2 separate regions of the Mus musculus genome follow, and region 1 is linked to region 2. The links are chromatin contacts, called in public promoter capture Hi-C maps. All regions are on one chromosome and are shown on one strand. The core of a region is the stretch at or near the end of the contact, and the rest is flanking DNA. Distances in the headings are between cores, read along the strand shown.

Region 1 (5,371 bases), core at 1,976-4,475, 1.4 Mb before region 2:
CAGGTTAGGGTTTCCAGAAGCTTTCAAAAAAAAATCACTGATGAAACACTAGCTCTTTAGCTTAGCGTATTATACAAAAGGCTGATTTCCGATTTATCAAAGGGTTACCAAATAGGAAGTATAAAAACCGTATGATCCTTACAGGGAATGGTCAAAGAGCAGTGATCAAGTCCCTGATTTACATAATTCTCAGCCATTCTTTTGGCAGACCTCTACAGCCACTAACATTTCCATCTACGGATGATAAAAAGATAACTCTTCCCCCTTCCTGGGTGCCTGTCAGGTATAAACTTGAAGCCGGGCACAGTTAATCCTCACAACTCCCCAAGGAAGAGGTATTACCATGTTTGCTCCAGATTAAGAAAGAAGGGTCAGGCCTGAATTCCAGGCATCAGAATTCTACTGAGAGGGAAGAGAGACAGACAGACAGCTTTCACTCTGGCCTAGAGTGCAGAGAAAACTACTACTTTCTGTGGGAAGAAAAGTCAGTCAACCACAGGAATCACAGAAGGATCCATCACAAGAGGACGCCACTGTCCCTTAAGCAGAGACAGGACTGAGAAGAACAAAGGTACTACTGGGACAGAATATGGAGAGGTCAGCTTGAGGAAGTGCTCTAGCAAATGGCATCAAGGAGGCCATTTCCCCAACTGGAGAGAGACCTCAGATCCTCACCACAGGAGCCAGGTAGCACTGTGGTACGCACACATACCATGTGTGTACTGATGTGGTGGGAGACACAGGCAGAGGTGGCAGGGTGAAATCAGGTCAAGAAGAACTGAGAGCCAGGCCGGGGCCACTGCTCTGCCCTGCTTATGAAAGCCAGGGGATTAAGTCAAGACTTCACTCGTGATTCAAAAAGTTATCTGAAGACATGGCGGGAAGTACAGCTAGGTCTCACCACCCCTCCCCCTCCCCCCCAGCTCTGCATGCTCAACTGAGGACGTGCCACTTGGCACGCTGGCACTCTCCTACAGGAAAACATACTTTGGCTATTCAGACGTGACTTCCTGGCACTCGGAAGCTGTTGGCATGGAAAAATTAACAGGCTGACTTGGCCAGGGAGGAACGGTTAACACAAATCACCAGGAAAAGATGAGCCCTGAGCAAGCGGGAGGTTTGAGGGAAGGGTCACGGAAAAAAGAAGGGGTAAGACACATTTGTCAGGAGTCCCAGGCTGGTACCAAGCCCACTGCATGACAAAGGTCATTGAGCCCTCACAGCCATACACAGACATCACGGCTTTCCTTTCAGGCAGTGGACAAGGAGGCTAACGGAGGTGAACTTACTTGGCCTGGATGAGGCAGCTAATAAGGGACAGGAGCTGGTACACACATCATCACAACATTCTTCATTACGGTCTCTTTCTGCCTTCAACCCCTTGCCCAGTTTGTAACTTCATAAGGTGGGGTAATGATGCCAGGAACTTTGTAGCCCTGAGGCAGAACTCTGCCCCAGCTGTGGCCTTCGTAACCTCCCCTTACTACAAGCGACACAGCCACCTCCACTCAAATCCTGACGACAGCTCAGTATATAACGGTAGCGTGTTACATACTAACTTGGTCATTTTGGGGAAAGCTGCTTGTGTGTGTAAAGGGGGGGGGGTGGTTTGGGGCTTGGGATCAAACAAATGAGTAAGTAGGAAAAAAGACCAACCATCCACTGAGATCCTAACCAGGCTTTCATAACTTAAGACTGGAGTCTTCCACAAACTCACACAGGTAGCCATAGAAGCTACTCCTGGAAATCCAATCCTGGCCAGAACATGCTAGGGCCACCCACATTCCTACCTGCAGCAACCTTCCTTTCTCCCTCAGCATCAACCCTAAGATCCTCCAGGGCTCTGTAGCTCAGTAACTTTGCAGGGTGTTAAGTCTAGAGGAGCCCAGAGGTCCGTGGCCTCCCATGTGGGGGTTACAATTCCTACAACCTTAAATCCTGTAAAGCGTGCCCACAAGGTCCTTCAGCTTCTCGCCAGAACTTCCAAACCTTGCCTTTACACTTAACAAAGCTTCCTACTAAATATCTACACCAAATTTCCGTACATTAGTTTTTCTTTCTGCTTGTGAAAGGGGTGGTGGTGGTGGTGAAACTAGTCAAGATCGGATATCCTCTGCAATACCAGCTTCTAGAAAAGAGCGTTTTTGAATGGGATGCCACGTGCTGTGTTTTGCCATATTGCCTGCGCTTCCTGCTTGGAGCCAGAGTAACAGAAACCTTGGGCACTGGGAACTGTTCCGTGCCACGCAAATTCCACTCCGTATCTTCCAGGCAACCCTGTCGCAAATAATTCATGTCCACTACGCCCCTACCACACAGAATACAACTACATTGTGCTGCTAGAAATGGGAAACCTGATTCAGATCAGAGAAGGTAGAAAAACATTTAGTTCAACACAATACTGCCTTTATGAAAAGGGGCGTGCGCCGGGTGGTGGTGTAAATCCCAAACCTGTAAGTGGGGATAGATTTCAAGACGAATTTTGGAAGAAAATGCAGAATCAAAATAGCATCCAGCTTGACTCAGACCAGTAATAATAATAACAACAACAAAAACCCAGCCAGTCCTTCTAGAGCTACGCCTGTTTAGGCTGCGCGGTGCTCTTAATGGCCAGCCAGCCTGTTCTCCTGGGAAATGGTGCTGCTGCTACAGCGTGACTTGCTTTGCGTGCTGCAATAAAAGGAAAACAAGCTTGCACGACCCAATAGCTTCCTTCAGTTTGTGCCTAGCAGCGGGGAGAAAATTAAAAAAAAAAAAAAAAAAAGCCTGAAAAGGGGTCCTGAGGCAAGGTGAATGGAGGACAGGATCCTAGAGAACAGCACTGCCCTGCAGGATTTTTGTAAACAGCAGCCTGTAATGGCCACGGTTAGAGAAAGAAAAACAGACATGGAGGGAAGCGTGTTTACAACTGCAGCAAGGGCGGGAGGCGGAGGGAGGGATTCCCCGGCTCTGCGCTCGGCCCTCTTCACTCCGGTGGGGCCCCGGGGTTGGGCTGAGCTTCAGCTCCCCACCCCAATCCGTGCTTTCTTGGGGGGCCCCCCATCTTGTTTATGGGAAGGTTACTCCTCCTCGGCTCTGGTGATCGCGTCCCTAATACTCCAGCTGCATCCTTGCGGGATGCCAGCTTGACTGACAAGTCCTGCAGCCAATCGCTGGTTGGGCCCTTAGGAAAGGTGGAATTTCCCAACAAACTGATTGGCTGAGAGAGAGGGCGGGCCCTGGTGATTGGCGTGTTATTCCGAGTAGAAAGTAGTAAACAACCTTGGTCCAGGGGCGGTGGGGAGGGCGCCCGGTGCCAGCTCCCTCTGGCTGGCAGGGCGGGGTGGGGAAGCACCCGAGACAAAAGGAATCCTGGCTGCCACAGCGGGGAGGGCAGGAAGGGGGTGGCCCCAAAAGTCAGCACCTGGAGGCGTCGTTTGGAGCCCCCCCCCCCCCCCCCCCGAGCCAGAACTGCTGACTTTAAGCCACACATCGTTTTTTTGTTTTGTGCAGAACCTCAAAGGTTTTGTTTCCATCATTTTCACTTCTTGTATGGCTGACGAAGTCTCCAATGGAATGATAACCGATTTAGTCGCTTTTGTCCAGAAGCCCCTTCCTCACCGTCGAATAAAAATTTAAAATTGTCTTTTACGAAAGTTGCTTTAAATCACACACTAAAATTGTTGCACTATACAATACGCCATTAATGGCATGCTGGTGCACCAGACACACAGCTACATCTTTTGATAGCAAGTTTTAGGAGCTCTGAGCCTATTGGGAGCAGCTGGGATGGAGAACATACACAAAAAGAAACAACACATGACGGCGTTGGGACCACTTGATAAGAAATAAGCGGTTAACTTGCCTTGCCCATAGTATTTCTGGCAGTCTCACTTGAATCTCCCATTCCCTCACTCCAGCTTCACCATCCTTACAGGACCCCAGGCGGAGGAAACCATCTGCTCTTAGGATGGGGGGCTCTGCTCACCCCGCACATAAACATGCTCACAAGTCGCTATCCTGAGCAAGCCTCCTCAATGTAAAAGGGGACCAGGAGGCCAGCCAAGCCGGCTCTCTCCACTTCAATGCTTGTTGAATATACAGAGACCACGTTGTCACTTTTCACAATCAAGATATATCGGTATCACGATATATCGATAACGGGTACTTTATAGGAGATAACAGTGCAAACTGGCCACCTGGCATTCTCCTTTGCCATTCTAGTCCCTCACCTCTGCTATCTCCTATGGAGCCTGCCACAAGCAACCCCAGTAAATGTTCACCCCAAGTCACCTTTGCTGTATAAAACATGGATTTAGGCTTTCCTTGGTCCTTGCAGCCTGGCATCAGACCCCAAACCAGTAGCTACTTTCATTGTAGGCACCCTCCCTCTGGACACTTTGTTCTGTTCCCAGGTCCCTGCCCAGACCACACACATCATTTTACTCAACGTTGGTTTTTATGCTTTCTAGACTTTACCTCTGCCTGCCCAGGAGAGGCCACTGTTCTCCACCGTTCTCCCTGGCCCAGCTACCCCACTTCTTGCAGAAGACTGAAATTTGTTTTCTTAGCACTAAGTCTCTGATAGGGCTTTAATGCTGTATTTAGACTCCACTCCTACGTTAAGACCCTGAACTTCCTGAGGCCTGGAATGGTATTATCTTCAGATTTGGGTCTTCAGTGGAGATGGGCTTCTACTAAAGTGCCCGCTGCAAACTTGCCAAATATTTCTAGGATTCTTCCCTAGCATCCTGAGTATGCCTACCCCTGAAAATCTTTCCTTACACACGTGCAATTAATGTGTTTTCTCTGCTGGGTCAACAACTCTGTTTTCTCTACTTGGCAAATTTCCACTCTGCCTAAAATCACTTCCTCTCTTGGCATACCTTTCACAACCTCCCACCAACTACACTGTGTACCAAGAGCAGAGAGGTCTCTTTCCGTTCTTACTTCTCTGGCCAGAATTAGCTACAAAACTAGAACTAGCATGGTTTGTTGGTAAAGGAAGAGCGGAGAGGCAAAATTTCAGAAGTGGTATCACCTGTACATCTGCATAACCAACCCATTGCCATCTGTAGGGGTGAAGCAGCGCCATGCTCCGTTTGTGGCTGTGATGGTCTCCCCCTGCTTTCTGTCTGAAGGCCTCTGTCTCTGAGGTGGATTCTTACTCCCCCCTCCATCTCAATCAGAGATCTCCTCCTGGCTCTTATGCTATCAACTCTGCACATCCCCGATTCCTTTCCACCATGACACTGAACTGTCATCTCCTTTTCTATCTGACCAGTCACTGACTTGCTCACAGTTTAGTCTGTCCGCCATACAGCCATATCCAGTGTTCTAAGAATTGTGGGGTTCCACAGCTGGGGCTCAGTCTCTGCTTACGCCCTCATGT
Region 2 (5,594 bases), core at 1,858-4,357:
CTCCTCTAGAAGTTTCATTCTTTCTTTCTGCTTAAAATTTTATTATTTGGACTTCTGGCCAAAGGGACAGATTCTCTAAAGAAAATGTAGGCCTAATTCATATAGGTAATAACTGCAGTTTTTCCATTTTAAAAATACCTGCCTTTTCTAAAAGCACACACAAGGCTTCTCCATGTCCAGAGAGGCCTTCTTCATCAACCTCTCTGGGTCCACTTTCTCTCCTGGGCTCTCACTGTCAGGACTTTTCAGAGTTCAGCCCTCCCCATTTCCCTTGCAGAATAATTCCATGAACTTTTATGTCCTCAATTTTACTTTTGCAAGTTAGGGTTTAGTTCTTTTCTGGGCTATGTACAGATACTCATTGACTTATCATGGGGCTACGTTCCCATAAGCACACCATAAGCAGAAAAGCTACTTATTGTAACCTAATTTACTGACCATGTATACAACACTCACATTAGCTTACAGGTGGGCAAAGTTCATTTAGTACAAACCTATTTTATTAAAGTACAGAGTCTCTCATGTCCATTACTAAATGCTGTGAGAAACCATAGCTGTATGTGTAGAGTAGACATAGTGAAGCCTTCTATAGACATGAGGGGATGTAAAAACACAATATACCAACAAATCCTGGATAGTTTGTCCTGATAGTGCAGCTGCTTGCCAGCTATGGCTGGCTGCCACTGCCCAGCGTCGTGAGAAAAAGGCTGTCTTAGTCAGGGTTTCTATTCCTGCACAAACATCATGACCAAGAAGCAAGTTGGGGAGGAAAGGGTTTATTCAGCTTACACTTCCACATTGCTGTTCATCACTAAAGGAAGTCAGGACTGGAACTCAAGCAGGTCAGGATACAGGAGCTGATGCAGAGGCCATGGAGGGAGTGTTACTTACTGGCTTGCTTCCCCTCTTGCTCTCTCATAGAACCCAAGACTACCAGCCCAGGGATGCCACCATCCACAATGAGCCCTCCACCCCTTGAACACCAACTGAGAAAGTGCCCCACAGCTGGATCTCATGGAGGCACTTCCCCAACTGAAGCTCCTTTCTTTGTGATAACTCCAGCCTGTGTCAAGTTGACACACAAAACCAGTCAGTACAGAGGGGAAAAAATTACATTTCAAAATGTAGTGTTTGGCTTCCACTGAATACTAACAGTGAGTCTGTAAGGAAGAACCCACATGCCTCCTACAGGACTCCACCTGGAGAGGGAAGACCCATAAACATTTATCCCTGAACATCAACTCAACTCATTCCATGCCCTTCAAACTCACTTTTTCCTGTACCTCTCTCTCCTCAGCTCAGTGACTACAGTCCATATCAGTTACAGTGAACCATTTCTATCTACCCTTGACATGGACAGATCCCTTCCTAAGTAGTTGTATCTTGGCTTACAATACACCCATCCACATTCTGAAAAATCTTTCTATTTTTCTTAGGATGATGTCCCAAACTCCAAAAACACATGGCCTTGCAGGGCATTTAAGATCTGCCTTTTGGGGTCTTTTTACTTCTGTGCCCACAAGCTAATAATCTGTATGCTTTCTCTGAGGCCCCCAAAGACTTCTTCAATTAGAAGATAACTTGGGCTTTCACTAACCCCTTTTCTGAGGAAATCATATTCCGTTGTCTTTTATCTACTCTTGTATATATTCAAGTCAGGAATAGACAGCCCAGCCCAAAACTCCCTGTCAAAGCCATAGTATTATTGTCTTCAAGATATTTCAGTTTTGGTACCACATCAAACCCTTATTCTTACTTATAACCTTTTCTAGGAATTAGCGAAGTTAGTCTGTCCACATAAGAAGTTACTCCTAGGGGGAGTGGGTGGGTAGGGGAGTGGGGGTGGGTGGGTATGGGGGACTTTTGGTATAGCATTGGAAATGTAAATGAGCTAAATACCTAATAAAAAATGAAAAAAATAAAAAAAAAAGAATCTCTTTTTAAGTCTGAATAATCCCAAAAAAAAAAAAAAAAAAAAAAAAGAAGTTACTCCTGTGGAAGACATCAAAGGAATACTTTTTCTACGAGTATCAGCCTAGAAAAAAAAAGACCCAGAGGCAAATCGAACACTGACTCCCACCTGCAACAAAATATCGCAATAGGTTACATCATCCCCAGGAATCCAATTCCCATAACAGCTTTCTCTATTATGTGATCAATGCAAAACATAGAAACGGGAATCATTCTGGCATGACCTATACATTCCTGCAAAATCTGCAGTCTGCCCACACCCCCTAATCTCATTTCCATCTTTCTTCCCCTTACTCAGTCACAGTTCCCCTAAACTTATTAAAGTACCAAAGGCTTTGCACTTCAGATTAACTGCTTGTAAAGGCCTTCCCTCAGATCTTTGTTGGCTAGTTTTTTTTGTCATTCACAGAGCATAAATGTCATTCTCTGGGAGACCTGGCTCACAATCTAAGAGTCTAGCGCATCCTAGTCAAACTGTATTCCATTACTTTGTGGGTTTTTTTTTTTCCCTAATCATTCTGCAGTTTCATCTTCTCTTGTTAAGATAAAAGAAAAAAAAAGAAAGAAAAGAAAGAAAGGAAAGAAAAGTTCACAAAGTCTCCCCAACAACTAGAGTAGTGTCAACCCAGTAGACACTTGCTAAAAGAATCAATGCATTTAAACAATGTATCAATGTGCCCACTCTGCGCCCCCCTCCCCCGGCTCTTTTCATTCACAAGAAACCACTAGGGTCGCTATCCTCGCAGGCAAGCCCTTGAACCAGCCTCGCGATCCCAAAGAGCGTGCTCTCTCGCAGGCTGGGCGAGGCAGCCTGGAAGCTAACCGGGTCTCAGAGACCGACAGATGCACCAAACATCGCCACTCGCTTCCAAGAAGCACCGCAGAGCGACGACGAGTAGGGGCCCTCATCGCCTGCTCTCGGCCCTGTCGCCTCCCCCGTCGCTCAGCCTGCCACGCACGTGTCGCTCCAGCCACCCAGCTCAACCTGGGCTCCTGCTTACCTGGCTGCCATCCCGCCGGGCCACGCAGCCATCGCCCGGCCACTCGTGCCCACAGCTGCCTACTCCAGGCCACCGTACTCCACGGAAGGCCTTGCCGGCCCCTCCCTCAGCAGGCGTAGAAGCCCCATTCGTAGTACAGTGTCTCTTAGCAACCGCTTAGAGTCTCCAGGCTGGGGGTGGAGCCTGGAGAACCGCTGCGGGGAAGCGGAGGGGACGAAGGGAGAGCGACCAATCGGAGACAAGTCCCAGCCTCTATTAGCCCGCCTCCTCTAACTGTCGCGAATCCGCGGGCAGCTTTACGACAGCCAGGGGGTGGGGGCATCTGTGTGAGGAGAAGGAAGCAACCAACCAACCAAGTCGCCCCCACCCCCTACCCCAACCCCCACCCACCGCGGATCTGGTTTACGGCTTGGAGCGCAGGCTCCAGTGCGGCAGCTGATTGGCTGTCGAAGGCTTGGTCCCATCCCAGTGACCCCAAAGTGCTGGAAGGAGGGGGCGGGGGTGGCCCAGTGCAAAGTGCATCCCGAAAGCCCCCTGTCGGGACACCCTGCTGCTGACACTTCGGACCTGGTATGACTTAGGGTCTCTCTGTCCCCAGACCTCTTGAGTCCCTCGGTAGCTGAAAGCCTCCGGCCCGGCGCGCGGCAGACCCTTGGTCTGAGCCCCTGGACCGGGACTGCCCCCCCCCCCCCCCACCCAGCCGGCACTTCCTCCCAGCGCCCCTTCCCGGAGGCTGCTCCGAGGCCAAGACCGCCACCCCCAGCCTGATCGACTATCTGGATGCTCTCTGGGTTGGGGCCGTGAAGCACCCAGGAGGATCAGGAACACGGTGTCCGGCCCTGCCTGGGGTGTTTCTTCAATGGAGAAGTTGGTGAATGTGCAGGAGGCTGAAAGGAGAGAGAGGAGCTGCAACTGAGGACACAGGTAAAGTCAGTTTCTTCCTCCCTTGAGGGGAGGGGGCTGGCTGGGTGGGGGTTGGGGGAGAAGCCCTGCTCTAGCCTGCCTGCCCTTGCCACCCTCCAGCCTTTGCTAAGCTCCCCCATCCTCAGAGCCCTCTCCTCGCCCCTGGATCACTGCACCACTGATCGGTTTCTGTTTTCCAGGTTTGAGCTTGCTGGAGGACACTCGCGAGTAGAAGGGGTCTGGCCACCCACCAGAGGAGCAATAAACAGAGTGCTTTGGACCAGCATCCTCTTGAAAGGTAAAGAGGCAGACCTCCCTTCCCCCATTGTTTACTCCTGGCCCCTACCTCATTAAGTAACGCTTTATTTCCAGGGTGGTTGCCTGGGAATGCAAGCTTTCTTAGATCCTAGTTTCCTAGCAAAACCAGAAGCACTGCCCATGCCTGGTCCTTAACACCCCAGTAACTTCTCTAGCCCAGAAACGTCTTCTGGGACCTGATCAGAGCGTTTCCGTGTTTTGCATTATCTTTTGGTATACTGTGTCATGTACTCTGCTCGGAGGCTTGGAGACCTTTTTGTAGTTCCCCGCCTTACATACTCTCATAGGAATTCTTCAATTCCATGTTAATTGCTTGTTAATTCTGAATGATTCTGCTTTTAATTAAACCACAGTTTACTGTTTTGCCCATGTACATTTTTTTCTCTCTATGCCTCCATCAGGAAAGCTTCAGAGTTACCTAACTGATAATGACTTAGTAGCAGAAGGTGAACAGGAGGACTGAAACTTACAGGTTTTGAAGAAAATAATTGGATTTGGTTTTCCTGGAACAAGTGAATGTGTGTAGCTTAAGAATGGGAACAGTATAGGAACTGTATAAAAGCACTATTAGCCCCGGAAACAAAGTATATAGTTTACTATGGGTGTTCTTGTGTGTTTGTGTGAGAAAAGTGGATGGACACCAGGAGTTGTTATGAAGTGATACATAGTATTTGTTACATCTCTGGTGTTCTAGGTGAACTTATAAAAATTTACAATGTATCTCCTTGACAATAGTGGCACAGTCAGGAATTTTGAAACAAAGTATTGTTTTGGTATGTTTAGCTATCTGCTGCTTGGTTTTGGCAGTGGTCATTCTTGTTTTCTCATTTTAAAACCCTTACAGAGAATTTACTAGATTGAAATATAAGCACCTAGGTCATGTGCTCAGATTTCTGCTGCCTCCGAAAATGCCCAAAAGGTAAGTTTAGAACATTAATATAAAGAGAGAATGTATACAAATAAACCATAGGGAGAGATTATACAAGGACAACCTAGAGACTGCCTAATGAATAACTATAATATTTGTTATCACGTATAAAAAGTGACTCATTTATTTTAATATCTCAACTGTTTTTTGAAATTTTCAGTACAAAGAAGTATTCAAAATGGTAGGCTTTTATTCCTTTAGATTTTCTGTCTTGTCTGCCAGTGTGTGTGTGTGCTTGCACACACAAACACAAATAATATGTTTTGATTCTACTGATCTTTAAGACATAAAGATAATTTTAAGGGGCTCTGGTGGCTTGCACATTTTTAAGACTTGAAACTACACGCCAAAGAAAGTATGTCCTGAATAAAATTTTAAAATACTATATATCAGCTCTCTTTTCTCACTGTAATTGCTATATTTTCCTCCTCCTCCTCCTCCTCCTCCTCTTCCTCCTCTTCCTCCTCCTCCTC

What was found. Promoter capture Hi-C pulls out the DNA fragments that hold promoters and counts their contacts.
Region 1: a promoter capture Hi-C map of neutrophils shows a contact between it and region 2, with 7 times the contacts expected there. The contact joins the enhancer-like site here to the promoter of Lins1 in region 2. A contact is called at or near these places in 3 of 39 promoter capture datasets (liver, neutrophils and pre-B cells), 3 of 484 Hi-C or Micro-C datasets (muscle stem cells, pre-B cells and uterus) and 1 of 115 datasets of contacts at active chromatin or transcription factors (microglia).

Annotation. Positions count from the first base shown.
Region 1 is chr7:68,126,990-68,132,360 of GRCm38.p6, reverse strand. All of the region lies in intron 2 of Igf1r (insulin-like growth factor I receptor), which reads right to left. Among named protein-coding and RNA genes, the nearest start is that of Gm51488, 7.5 kb to the left of the region's middle. Within about 2 kb of position 3,225, at least 378 of the 459 cell types and tissues checked have an H3K27ac peak or open chromatin away from gene starts, as enhancers often do. A contact at or near this core is called in microglia, muscle stem cells, neutrophils and 1 more, where this site is marked.
Region 2 is chr7:66,687,402-66,692,995 of GRCm38.p6, reverse strand. Lins1 (lines homolog 1) reads right to left here and starts at 3,107. Exons shown (of 8, transcript NM_152815.2): 1 at 2,973-3,107. It overlaps Asb7 (ankyrin repeat and SOCS box-containing 7), which reads left to right and starts at 3,435. Exons shown (of 6, transcript NM_080443.2): 1 at 3,435-3,896; 2 at 4,076-4,173.